2 separate regions of the Pan troglodytes genome follow, and region 2 is linked to region 1. A link is a contact called in public HiChIP or PLAC-seq data. All regions are on one chromosome and are shown on one strand. The core of a region is the stretch at or near the end of the contact, and the rest is flanking DNA. Distances in the headings are between cores, read along the strand shown. Region 1 holds the start of LOC741253. Region 2 holds the start of FYN (FYN proto-oncogene, Src family tyrosine kinase).

Evidence for each region. HiChIP or PLAC-seq counts read pairs in DNA pulled down with a chosen protein or histone mark.
Region 2: a contact with region 1 is called in an H3K4me3 HiChIP or PLAC-seq map of stem cell-derived excitatory neurons, with 2.6 times the contacts expected there. The contact joins the promoter of FYN here to the promoter of LOC741253 in region 1. A contact is called at or near these places in 1 of 7 Hi-C or Micro-C datasets (stem cell-derived neural progenitor cells) and 1 of 1 datasets of contacts at active chromatin or transcription factors (stem cell-derived excitatory neurons).

The regions. Positions count from the first base shown.
Region 1 is chr5:123,408,141-123,414,713 of NHGRI_mPanTro3-v2.0_pri, forward strand. It overlaps LOC741253, which reads left to right and starts at 3,413. Exons shown (of 4, transcript XM_063813277.1): 1 at 3,413-3,502; 2 at 3,579-4,192. The coding sequence starts at 3,413. It overlaps REV3L (REV3 like, DNA directed polymerase zeta catalytic subunit), which reads right to left and starts at 3,713. Exons shown (of 32, transcript XM_003950901.6): 1 at 3,276-3,713. The coding sequence starts at 3,414. It overlaps LOC134807019 (a long non-coding RNA gene), which reads left to right and starts at 4,247. Exons shown (of 3, transcript XR_010157768.1): 1 at 4,247-4,323; 2 at 5,278-5,395.
Region 2 is chr5:123,801,967-123,808,539 of NHGRI_mPanTro3-v2.0_pri, forward strand. FYN (FYN proto-oncogene, Src family tyrosine kinase) reads right to left here and starts at 2,396. Exons shown (of 15, transcript XM_063812641.1): 1 at 2,269-2,396.

The DNA.
Region 1 (6,573 bases), core at 2,163-4,662:
AGTCAGGATTTACCATTCAAATCTGAATATCCCCCCCCCCAACTTTTTTTTTTTTTTTTTAAAGACAGGATCTTGCTCTGTTGCCCAGGCTGGAGTGCAGTGGCGTGATCTTGGCTCACTGCAGCCTCAACCTTCTGGGCTGAAGCGATTCTCCTGTCTCAGCTTTCCAAATAGCTAGTACTACAGGTGCACACCACCATGCCCAGCCAATTTTGTTTGTTTGTTTGTTTTGTACAGACTATGTCGCCCAGGCTGGTCTCCAACTCCTGGGTTCAAGCGATCCTCCTGCCTCTGCCTTCCAAAGTGTTGGGATTACAGGCATGAGCCACAGCACCCAGCCCTGAATATCCCTCTTTTTAAAAATACCTTTTCAAATTTCACCAACTTAAGACATGGGAGCTTTTAAACCCAAAACACTTTATTTCTTAAATTACTCAAGATACGTCCTCAAAACACAGAACAATCAAAAGTCAACTGGACGGTTTTCTAAAGCAGAAAAATGCTTTTCATGCAATAATAGAAAAACTAAACTAGTAAAAGGGTATTAATCCAATCAGTTCAGAATTTGTAATATAATTTTGAAACAGCCACTTCATTTGAGAAAAAATATCTTTGGTTGCTATTTTTCAGGATCTCATTTGTAAGGCAAACTCAATTTTAAAACATTTTCTCTCCAAACCAAAGTAAAGCATTAAGGACCTCCCAAAGTAATTCTTATATATGAAAAAAGTATGTTTATGCTATTTTATGTAGCATAGGTTTATCATGTGTTACACATTTTTATTACCTTACTTTACTTGTTAGTAAAGATATAAACTATAAAGATATAATACAAACCATGTTTATATCTTTGCATTATGTTTACATCTTTACTTTCAAATAAATCTGTCTTCATTAAAAATTCTAGCATTCAGAGTTTTACTAAGTCAGACTGGCCTCTCTTTTATATTAATAATTTTCAAGTTTTATTTTATTGGACTAGTTTTCCTTGGGGAGATAATTCAAAAGCAGGTAATTCTGCAGTTTTTGATTATGTTTAATTAATATTAATCTCACTGGGAGTTTCTGACGTGCTAATAAAAATGCTGGCTTGGTTTATGAAAAGTGTAAACTCTAAATGTATGCCAATGACTTCAAATTTTTTCTTGTTGAAACAAACATTTTGTTGGAAACTGTGAACTACATGGCAAATTCAATTTGATAATCCTTAACAATTTAAAATTTGACTTTCTCTATATCAAGTTTTATGTCTTTCAATGTACATATAAAAGTGTTACTTTTTAATTCATTTAAAATATAAATTTCAAAGTATGTACCAAAAAAAAAAACCCCAATGGGGGTTTTTAGTCTTTGGTTTTTTCGTTTTTGTTTTTTTTTTTTAAGGCGCTGGTAATCTATTGTGGGATGTCCATGAAGGATGAAATAGGAAATAGTTAATGTGTCTTTTAAAAAATATTCAGGAAAACAACAGTATATAATATTCTTTATTTTTTAAGGAACATTTCCTCACGTAATAGAATTACATTAGCTTACAGTGAAACTCATTTATTTCCACAAACGAAACTTTCCTATACAACAAAGCTCGACTATCTCTCAGGGAAACATATTTAATGGCTTGTGTGGAGGAGAAAAAATTATGTGTGGAAAAGTAACTCAAACCATACAAGCTGTAATACACAGAAATGCCACAGTATATCTTATTAGCATGTCACTTTATGATTCGGAAATTTGGCTGAACAGGGCCATATCAACTTCACTATTTTATCCTTCCTCTGCATCTGAAGTGAGAACAGTGCATTACACTGAAATTCCAATTGGAAACAAAGACAGCACCACTATATTTAAAAGGGCAGAAAACCTATCTTATAGAACACTTCATCGCCTCGATTTCCCAGCCTCCAAAGTTTCAAGTGTTACACTTTCAACACGTTAAAAGCACTCAAATATCCCCATCTTTCAAGGTTCATATCAAGATCATATTCACTAGTTTAAATAGGAATATGCTACCAAATCTCACGACATTGACATTTTAACAAAGAGAATTCACATTAAAAGATAACTGGTTTAAAATGAGTGCTTGTGTTTGGGAAAGCGCTATTATCTTGGTAGTCCACAGAAAATGACTGTAGTAATAAGATGAATGGTGATGAGGGCAAGGAGCATCAAGTGGGAAATGCTATCTAAAATCCCATAGGGCAATTCATAGCTAGAGGGAAGAACAACCTTTCCTAAGATGCATTATTTCCTAGAACTCCATTATTTCATAGAAGCAGTTCAAAGCATGCAAAAAAGCAAAACCATTTTAAAACACCTAGTAAATTGGGCCTCTATCTTTTTTATATTATCATAAGCCCCAAGAGTTTTTGAGAACGTACCTTCTGTCACGGCTGTCTCCCCTTCCCACCCCTTCTTCAACATAGGTGTGTTTAAAAAATATATACCTGTACTTAAAACGCAATCCTACAGCCCAGCCTAGGAGCATTTCAAAATGTCTGTGCTGCTGAGTCTGGCTGTGGTTCCTAATAAATTCACCCCATTAAGTGTGATGTTTTAGATTGGGCAACATAAACACGCATTTCCTACTTCCATGGATGCACATTTCCTGAAAGCACTGCACCTAAGGATGCTGCCCTGTCCCCAGACGCTCAGGCACTAAACTCTAAGGAGTCACGACCTGCACTCACAGCAGAGCCACACGGTCACCCCAGTGAGAAAGATTATCTGGCCCCAAGCGCCACTCTCTCCGGCCCACTGCATCTCCGGAACTGGCAGAGGAGAGCGAGGGTGAGAAGAGACCATGGGGAGCGACTGACAACAAGGCTGACACTTCCCCGTTTCCAGAAAGCGGCACTTGGGGGACACAAGGGATGTCCCACTAGCGACCGACCTCAGAGCAGGCCCTACGAACCCGTCCACCGATGGACATGGCGCGGCCACCTGGCCCGCCGTCCGGGGCGCCCGCGGCTTTCGCTCTCCCGGCCCGCGCCCTGGAGTGCGGCTCCCGCTCCCGGCCGCCACACGCAGTGTAAACACGCGGCGCTCGCCACCTCCCTGCCCGGGGGTGGGGGCGCCGCGCAGCGCTCGCGCGGACCCACATTTTTGCGCCTCTTGTCACGCACGAGAGAAAAGGCGAGGAGGGCGGAGGGGAGGGAAGACGCGGCAGCGATCCACGGAGACGGCCGGCGCCGGCGGCGTGCGCGCGTGTGCGCGGCGGGGAGGGCGGCCCCGGCGCCCCGCCGACTCCCGCTCCCGCCCCGCGCCCGGCGCCCGCTTACCTGCCGGGGTCGCTCCGAAGACTCGCACCACCGGCACCTTCTTGACAGGGGCCTGGGTGAGGGGGGATTGGCAGGTATCCAGCCCCTGCAGCGGGCTGGCCATGTAGTAGTCTGCAGTCACTATCCTTACTGAAAACATGTTCGCCGCCGCCGCCACTGCCTCCCTTCACTGGCGACCCGGCAGCGGCAGCAGCAGCGGCGGCGGCTCCCTCCGCAGCGGCGGCGGCGCCCCCTCCCCTTCTCGGCACGGCCCCCTCCCCTCACACAGAGGCACCTCGAGGAGCGGCGGGCGGGGCGGTATAGGCGCTGCTGCCGCCGCCTCCTCAGGAGCACCCGGCAAGGGGCCGCAGGAGAGAAGCCCTCGAGCTTTCGTCGGTGCTGGTGCTGCCGCCACTGCCGCCACCGCCGGGAATCACACGGGCTCCTCGGTCCCAGGCTGCAGCTCTTGTTGCCATGATGATGATGTCACGGACGCAACCACTGGAGGGAGGGGAGAGGGGGGGTGTGTGTGGCGAAGGGAGGCTGCGAGTAGTGCGGGGGAGGGGGCTCGGCGGGAAAAGGAGCGAGAGGGCGGGCGCCCAGGCGGGACACGGAGGGCGGGGGCCGAGAAGGGGCTTTCTCCCCCTCCCCGGGCACGCGGCGAGGGAGGCGGCCGGCGGCCGGCAGGACCCGCGCGGGATCGATGACTCGGCTGGCGGGCACGGTCACCTGGGTGAGGGGCAGCGGAAGGGGCGGCGGAGCACCGATCTCATGGATGGGCTCCGAGGGGGTTGCGGGAGGGGGGCGCCAGTGTTCGGGGCCGTTTTGGCGGCTATGCAGGATTGGCAGGAGCTGCGATGCTCACACTTGCCTCGCCGACCGCCATTTCACATCCAGCAGAGGAGGCGGGGGCAGCCGCTGAGACGGTTTTTCACAAGGTAAGAAAATCCGCCCGCGTGAGGAGGGAGGCGAGGCGCAGATCTCGTGCCGCTGCGGCCTCGCGGGAGGGAAGAGCGGGCGGGCGGCGGAACGGGCGGGGCCGGGTGCGGACGCAGCCGGCCCTTCTCAGGTAACGCCGCGGCTCCGCGCGTGGCCCGGGGGCGGTGCGAAGGGTGGGGGCGCGCGGGCGCGGGCGCGGGCTTCGGCCTATAAAAGGGCCGCCCTGGCGTTCCCCCTTCCCGAACGTGCCGCGCGAGCCGCGGTGCCCCCCTCCTCTTTGCTGCCGCAGTGTCTGCGCCGGGCCATTTAATGAGATTTATTCACGCACGGCTCTTCTCAGCTTTGCGAGGGGTTGGCAGATCCAGTGCACAGGGATTTCCCACTACCGTGTTTTTCTCCCGCCCCCTTCCTTCCCTCTCGTCCTAATACATCCTTCGTTGGTTTCCTCGGCCCCGCAGGCTGCGTCCCGGGCACGCGCAAGTACATGTAAGGACTTGTTAGCTGCCGGTGACCTCCCTCCTCCCTCGTCGCTCCTCCCCCAGCGGAATGTAGGATTAACAGTCTTTCCGAGAAAATTTTGGCCAAAGAAAAAGGCCTGTGAAAGTCACCGCGTTAGACGTGGCCTCCTCGTGTTTTTCACTAACACGTTATGGAAGGTTTTACTACCCGAAGGCATAAAAGCACCACCGTGGGGAAGGGCCGTTTTGAATAAACAACTTTATTCAAAAATCGGGAGGGGGTGAAGCGATGCGGTTAGGGAATTTTTGTTTTAAAGAGTAGTAACATGCAGCTGGCTTGGCTATTAAATTGGAAACAAGGGGTTCCTCTCTGACTTGGCCACTGATATTGGGCGTGACCTTGGACAAATAATTTTGTTTCTTTGGGCTCAGTTTCTACATATGTAAAACGGGAAGGTTTCTCTTAAAAACTAATCCTGAAGGGTTTCTTCTCAACAAAAAGATGCAAACTGTAGGAGGCAGAAAGCGTGGGTTCAAGTTCGAAATTTGCCCCTGAATTAGGACCCTTGACACATTTCTAACCCATCCAAGTAGAGATCGTTCTTTTACATTTGTGTGTTATACAGGTGCATTTTAATGGTTACCAGGTTGCCACGTATTTGAAGTGGTGTGAGAGCTACTCGTTTGGAACCGTTGTGGATTTTCAAATAGGAAAATCAAAAGGCCCAAAGAGACAGCTCACTGGTAAGAAGCTGTCTATAAATTCCCTAACATATAAATGCTATAATAAGAACTTACGCTCCGAGGGATTTGAGACTGATTACTACAGTAAATTAGCTTGTAGTTTTTAACCTCAGAGCATGATTATAAACATACGTGGCAAGATTTCTACTAATATGCTGGAAATTAGCTAATATTTTTAAGAGGCAAAATCTCTTGATTTGAAATTTTAGAAGGCTATAGAAGTGATTTTAAAATATGACTACCATGCTAAAATGTATTTTTTATAAAATAAATATTTTGTACACGCCGAATGTCAGATACACAATATCAGTGATTCTCAGTGTTCCATGACACCTAGAATTCTTTAAGTGTTGATATTTTGGCTCTTACTGAATTATATTTTGGGGGATGGGGCCTGGGAATCTGTATTGTTAGCAACACTACTTGCCACCCCGTGATTCTTAAGCAAAATAAAATTGAGAATCCTTGTACTATATTATAATCAGTGTATCCATAACTTTTAAATTATAATATTCCTAACTAGAAAATGGTAAAAGCATCAAATTAACAGATTTGCGATTTCTAGAAGGGGGTTTCTTTACCCTTACCTCTTGAATCAACATTATTTACTTTAAGAAAAGGCAGTTGCAACCACAAGTCAAATCCTTCTAGAACTCCAAGAATGTTCACTCTTGAAGAAAAACATTTGCAGCATGAAATTAGGAATGTTGTGTTCATTGCATGTAATTTAGTTTTAAGTTGATGCTCAAATTGAAAACCTGACAATAGCCCCCTAATTAACCACTATCAAATGTGTTTTATATGTATATTCTTCCTGAAGTAAGAAAAAGTTCTGGAATTTTGAGTCAGAGAATGTGAATATTAAACCATCATTTAGCTAAGTGCTCACTTATTTTTTGGAATTTATTTCCTCATCTGTGAAATGGATAGTAATTCCTGTTTTAACTTCTCAGGGATGTTATAAGGCTCAAATGAGATAATGTATGTGAAAATATAGTAAAATGTTCATATCCAGAAGTCTGATTCATTGAGAAACAGTAAAATCACTTGGAATTGTCTTATCTACATACAGTATGAGAAATGCAAAAATTGAACTCTATACTTAATATCCTTAATGCTTTTTTTTTTTTTTTTTTTTTTTTGAGACAGAGTCTCACTCTGTCACCCAGGCTGGAGTC
Region 2 (6,573 bases), core at 1,146-3,645, 390 kb after region 1:
TTCACAGAGGAGATGACATTTGAGCTGGGCCCCAAAGGTTAAAAAGGACTTCGAGCAAGTCAGATGGGGTTGGAGATTCCAGACCCAGGAGAAAGCAGAGTGTGCATTTGCTCACATTCAACCTTATCATTAAGTCTCTTAAACTTGGTCAACAGAGTGTGAGTTTATGTGCTCTGGCTTTCCTTCCTGGGTCTGGCATCAAACAAACGACCCTTTGTTTTTACAGTACACTCATTAACCCTATTGCTTTTTTTAACGTAAAAAGTTCCACGATGAATGTTCTTAAAAAGTGTGTAAGTAAATATTTAATGAATCATAACTCTTTTCTAATAAAATTACTGAAGACTAAACCTACAGTTCTGTTACTTATAAAAATAGTCGAGGAGCCATACTTTTAGGAAAGAACGGGTTCAACTTAAGTTTTGACAATATCGATTAAGCATGTAATAGTCACTGGCTTACAAAACGGAACATTAAGCCCCCAGATTTACATTAACATTTCCTCCTTAAAAGGAACATCAAATGGTTTAGACTTCAGTCAAGATTCTCTACAGCCCCAGTTCATAGCCAAGTGGCCCCAAAGCCTCATATAGTTAAACCACTTCCTCCAAAAGTCTGTGAGTCCCTTCATCTGAATACAGGGTACCCATGGAGCAGGGACTGGGGAAGAAGACAGTACACAGGGTGGAAAGTATTGCAGTTGCTTGGGTGGTGAGAAAGGAAGTGGGCGTCCCAAGACTACCTTGAAGCAGGCAAGAGGCAGTCTGCAGTGGTCTTCCAAATGCTAACTCTAGACCGTTTTATCCACGTCCCCAGGTATTTACTTCAATAAAAGGGTAAAACAACATCACTGGGCAGACAGGATTTCATTTCAAAAGACTTCAGCACAGTGCCCTCTTAGACTTGAGAGAAGAAGCCATTCAGGCTGCCTCCCTCTTATCAAATACCAATTTAATTCTGATTCAGAAACAAAATTCTTGTGACCCCCACACCAATCTACTCTACCCCAGCTCTTAGTACTTGTTCCCAAAAGGAGAGGGGAAAGAACGAGGGGATGGGGAGGCTACCTTAAAAGTAAAGCAACTCTTAAGACTGCTGGGATAACTGTTCCCTTAAATCTAAGAAACACTGCAGCTGCCAGTCAACACTACCGGTCTCTGAACACAGCAAAATGCCGACACCTGCCACCCGGCATCTGGGGGTTCTTTTATTTTTTGGTAAATGTGGCAGGAAAGACTCAGAGAGATCAACTGCTTCATGGGAAAGAAAGGGAAGCCCCAGGGAAGAGAGACAAGAAGCATCGTGCCTATCCTAGGGTACTTTGTGTGTCTCCTCTCTATGCACTGAAAGGGCTCTTTGTGTCACACTCACACTCACACACACACACCCGGCGAGTCTGTGTGATTTATTGGGGGAAGGAGGGGCAAGAAGGGTGATTTTATTATCCCTCTTCCCAGTGAGTCCCAGCACATCTCTGCCTGGGCCCAAGCTCGGTGGCCTCCTTCTGGCCCAGTCCCCTCCGCCTGTGGCCGCAGAGATAACAGAGGGGAGGAGCCCAAACAAAAACAGCCATGGATCTAGGGAAGTAGAGAGGAAATCCAGCGAGGGAGCCGGAAAGGAAGGAGAAAGGAGCTGGAGGGAGCAGAGGGGTGGGGGACAGAGGAAGAGGAGGGAAGGCTCCAGCACAGGGGAAAGGGGAAGGGTGGGTGGGTGGTGGCACAGGAAGAGTGAAGGGGAGGATGGGGGAAGTGCAAGGGAGGTGCCAGAAATAGGCAGGAGGATGGGTTGGAGAAGGCGACCGCCGCCGAGGGAGGAGGCCGAGAGGTGGAGGAGTGGGGCAGGGGTTGGGTGGGGAGGGAAGCAGCACGGGGCATCAATTATTAAGTGATTACATCATCCCTGACATTAAAACAACACACACAGCCCCAGTCCCCGCGGGGGGCCCCAAAAGGAGGGCGGGGGCGGAGTCTGGGCCAGCCTCGCCCCCAAGCCAATTCCCATTTTCACCCGGCGCCCGCTTGCGGGCGAGGAAATGGGGTCCCCATCCCCGCGCTGCCTCGGGGCCGCACCCCGCAGGGGTGTCCTCCGGTGCAACCGCGGGAAGACCCCAAGCACCGACTTCCCGGCAGCCCCGCGGAGCGCCCCGGCGGCCAAGGGACCGCAGCACCGGGCCCCACGGCGGGGGCGGCGTGCGCGGGGGCGCCGGCGGCCGGGCTTCTCCGCAGCATCCCCGAGGCCTCCCGCGACGCATCCCCGCCGCCTGCTTACCTGCGCGGCGCTCAGGCTCCGGAGCCCACTCACATGGTCCTCTCCCCGCCCTCCTCCGGCGCGGCCGAGGCGGCTCCGGGGGCTCCCCGGCGGGCCCGGGAGCCGGTGGGCCTTCCGAGAACACCGAGGGGGCGGCGCCGGGGTGTCCCCGGCCCGGCGGCCGAATCCCTCCCTGGCGCGGGCGGCGGCCGCCGGGCGGTGCGGCGCGGGCGGCGGCTTTGTGTGCGCCCGGGCGGTCCTCGGTGCGCTGGGAGAAGCGCGGCGAGCCCGGGCGGGAGAGGACGCGCCGCTCGCAGAACAACCTCGCCTCTACTCTCGCCGCCGGCCGGCGGGCGGGTCTCGAAGGCCTTCGGCTCGCGGCGACCCCTCCTCCTCGCCCGCGGCAGCCCCCTCCTCGCCGGCTCCGCTCCTGACAGATGGCGCAACTGCAACGACGCGCCGCCGCCACCAGCGCGGCTGCTCGCTGCTACTCTTGCTGATGCTCTGCCCCTCCAGCTCCGGAGGGGAGGGAGGAGGGGGCGGGGCGCGCCTCGAGAGTGACAGGCCCGGCTGCCCTATCAAAGAGCCCCTTGGGAGCTGCGGGCCGCAACCATTGGCGCCTGGGGCGTGGGCGGGACGGCAGTGGGTGGGGCCGCCGAGTGGGTTGAGCGTTACTGTGGCAGCGGGCATCCCAGGGTGCGTGCGGTGCAGGGTGTGCAAGAAGATGCGAGGTTGGAGGAGGAGGTCTGTGTGTTTTTAAGGATTGTGTGGAGTTGTGAGGTGGCGGAGTAGGGCGGGAGAAAGAGCGGAGAGTGTGAACTGCAGTTTCCGCTTTGCGGAAGGTTGCAGCTGCTGCTGCAGATTGGCACCTGCCATTCCCCCAAAACCATGGGAAACTGCCTCGAGACAGGGCTATCTTGCCTTTCTGGTGTCTTTTCATTTGAGGGTGAGAGGATGAAATGGAAAATTGGGCGGTGATAGCAGCGTTTTCTTTGATCAAACTGAAAAGAGTACGGAGCAAAGTAGAATCCTGTCCTGAAACGTGGAAACGCACAAGAAATAACAATGAGGAGGAGAAGGAGATTAGGATCATTTTATCAGTCCCCTATTTCTGCGGACACTCATTTATATTTTTTTTCTAGCAAAAGTCTGGAGGAAGTATTACTGAAATGGGGGGAGGGGCCAAGCGGCGACTAAGGAACCTGAAATGACAGAGATTTGTTCGTACATTCCCCGCCCCCCCCCAAAAAAACCTCGTTTAATTGTAGTCATTGGTTGTCTTTGGTTTCTCATAACATTCAAACTTCTCATGTTTTTTTCCCCTTCACTGAATCTGAGCTTTTGCTCATATTTCCCTTGATGAAATAATTGCCGGTTTAGTATACAGTTGGGAGTGCATCGGTCTTTATTTCCTATCCAGCTTTTCTATGGCAGGATGTAACTTCATAAAAAGAAACACTTTGGCTTCCTGATTTTCTTTATAGGTAATTCCTGTTTACTGAAAGTTCTGCTTTAAGGCATACTCAGAATCGCTCTCCTTAATGATTTTGGCAAGAATCCTACCTTCACCCTCAGCAAATCTAATGTTCTAAGAAATTATAAGTGAATCAGCTTCTGCTTCTGTGCTCAAAATCTATAATATTGCCTTTCCGGCCCACTACTTGTTTTTACTGTAGTTTAAAAAAATCTGTCCCTTTTGCTGACTTTTTTCTTTTTGTACACACTACTTTTTAAGAAAAGTTGCTAACATTTATTAAATGATCTGCATCCTATGGAGGAGGAAACTGAGGAAAAGAAAAGTTAAGTAACTAACTCAAGGTGACAGTATACAGTGGTTACTGGATTTTTTTCCTTTTCCTTAAACAAAATGACAAATTAAACCATGTTTAAATTGTGTCTGGAAATTCCATAATCCCAAGAAATGGAACCATAGCTAGGACTAGGATATTTCCATACAAGAGAAAGCCAGCTTCATTTAGCCAAGAATTGCTTATCTCAAGAGCAGAGGCTCTTCGTCCTCAGGGCTAGTCCGCAATGGCTGCTCTGGGTTTATTTGGATTGGGATGCAGAGGCAGTTGTGTAGAGCAATGGTTCTCAAACTTTGACACGTATCAGAAATAACTGAAGGGGCTTGCTTAAACATGAATTGCTGTGTTTAACCCCCTGAGGTTCTGATTTAGGGGGTTTGGGATGGTGCCCAAGAATTTGCACATTTAGCAAGTTCCCAGGTGATGTTGATACAGCCGATCTGGAGACAGCACCTTGAGGACCATAGTTCTAGAATTGGGCTGTCCGAGGAGGTAGCCACTAGCCACATGACTGTTAAGTACTTGAAATGTACTTCAGTATTGGAAATTTGGCTACTGCAAATTAGGATGTGCTGTAAATGTAAAAGATGTATTAGATATTTCAGATCAAGCATGAAAAATGGAATGTAAGGTATCCCATTTTAATATTGATTACATGTTAAAATGTTAGTCTAAATGTACTGTGCTAAATAAAACATTATTAGAGTTAATTAAATTGTTTCTTTTATTTTTTAAATGCATCTACTAGAAAATTTTAAATAACCTATGTGGCTCAAGTTATATCTCTATCGGGCAGCACTGGTCTGGAGTTGTTTCTGATTCCAGCTCCACAGTTCACTATGGGGAGCACTTTGATGAAGCAAGTCGCTTATCCTTTTTGAACCTTAGTGTCCTCATACGTAAAATGGGAAAAATAGTAAAACCGTTCTCAAACTATTCCGGACAGACTAAGTGTCATATGCTCTCAGAAAAAAACACTCTTAGGTTATAGATCTCCTTGAAATCTCATGTTTACTTCAATCTATCTTACGCTAAATCTGGAAATCTGGAGTAGGTGGGATAAGTCCTCTCTCTCTCTCTCTCTCTCTCCCTCTCTCCTCCTCTCTCTCTGTTTCTTCAAGAGAAGTCACTTCTTAGTGTCTGCAACTGTAATAGCTTCTTGATCTAATTAGTGGACAAAGAGACAATGTGATTAAAATGACAGATTAACCTGCTCCCATCAAGACTTCATCCTGTTTTTTGTAATTCTTTGCTTACCTACTTTTTTATCTGTTGCCCGTCTTAAATGTAGCTTTAAATGGATTTGGACTCCTCAGGAGGAGTTGCTAATGGTCTGAACAAGTGAATAGAGCACTGCAAAAGATTTGTATACTATTCCCGTTTTGATCTATTCTGCCAATCTCTACCAAGAACTTGATTAAAGATCTGAGACGCTGTCCCTGGCCTACCCAAGGTAAGTAATATTGTCTTCCACAACCACCAGTTTTGTTTTCTTATGAGTAGCTTCTATTATACAAATTAGAATGTAGTCATTGTTCTAGAACTTCTCTTTGATTTTATTGATATTGTTTATATATTTTGTATTTTTCTACTTGTTTTACCTTAAAGTTTCCTCTTTCTATTCTGGCTTTCTTGAACTTGTCTCATCTGAATCTTATATCTTGCTTTTAAAGTAACTTTTTTTCTTATTTTTAATTTTATTAGCTAAAACATTTTCTTGTCTTATTATTTTATTTTAGTTTTAACCTTCTCTTAAATGTCAACTCAACAACAACACATATGGCAAGGGTAAAAACCCTCAATGTAGAGTTTTTACAAATCAACAAGAAAATAAAGATGAACGTTCGAACTGAAAAATATGTGCAACAGAAACAAAACCCAAAATGGCCAGTAAATGTGATAGGAGGTTCAACAGGAAAATGGATATCCATACCCTACTAGTGGAATTTTTAATTGGTACAACATTGCTGGAAGGCAGTTTAATAGCATTTGTGAAAAGCCTTTTTAAAAAATGTATACATTTGACTTAGCAATTTTACTTCTGGGAAAGAATGGAACAAGTTTGCAAATACACAAACACAAGCGCACGTATGATGGGAATAATTGGAACATTGTTTATAATAGTGAAGCACTGAGAAAAGTTCATTGATAAGGGATTTGGTGTGTAAATTATGTTGTATCTATAATAGAATACTATATAGCCATAAAATTATAACATTGCCATTTATTTATTTATTTGTGTGGAAAGATTTTCACAACAAATTAAAATTAAGAAGAGCTAATAAATTAGTATTGTGTTTGTATGTGTACATATGTATGTTTATATATGTGTATTAATACACATATATTTCCATTATTTTTAAACTTATCTATATGTGTAAATTTTCATAGAAAGCAATACATACACAAAAATTTTAATGATCGTTTCCTCCAAGTAATCATATTTTAGGTCATTGTTATTTTATTTTTTATCTTTTTCTTAATTTCCTCAACTTTTTACATTGGGCATTTATTATGT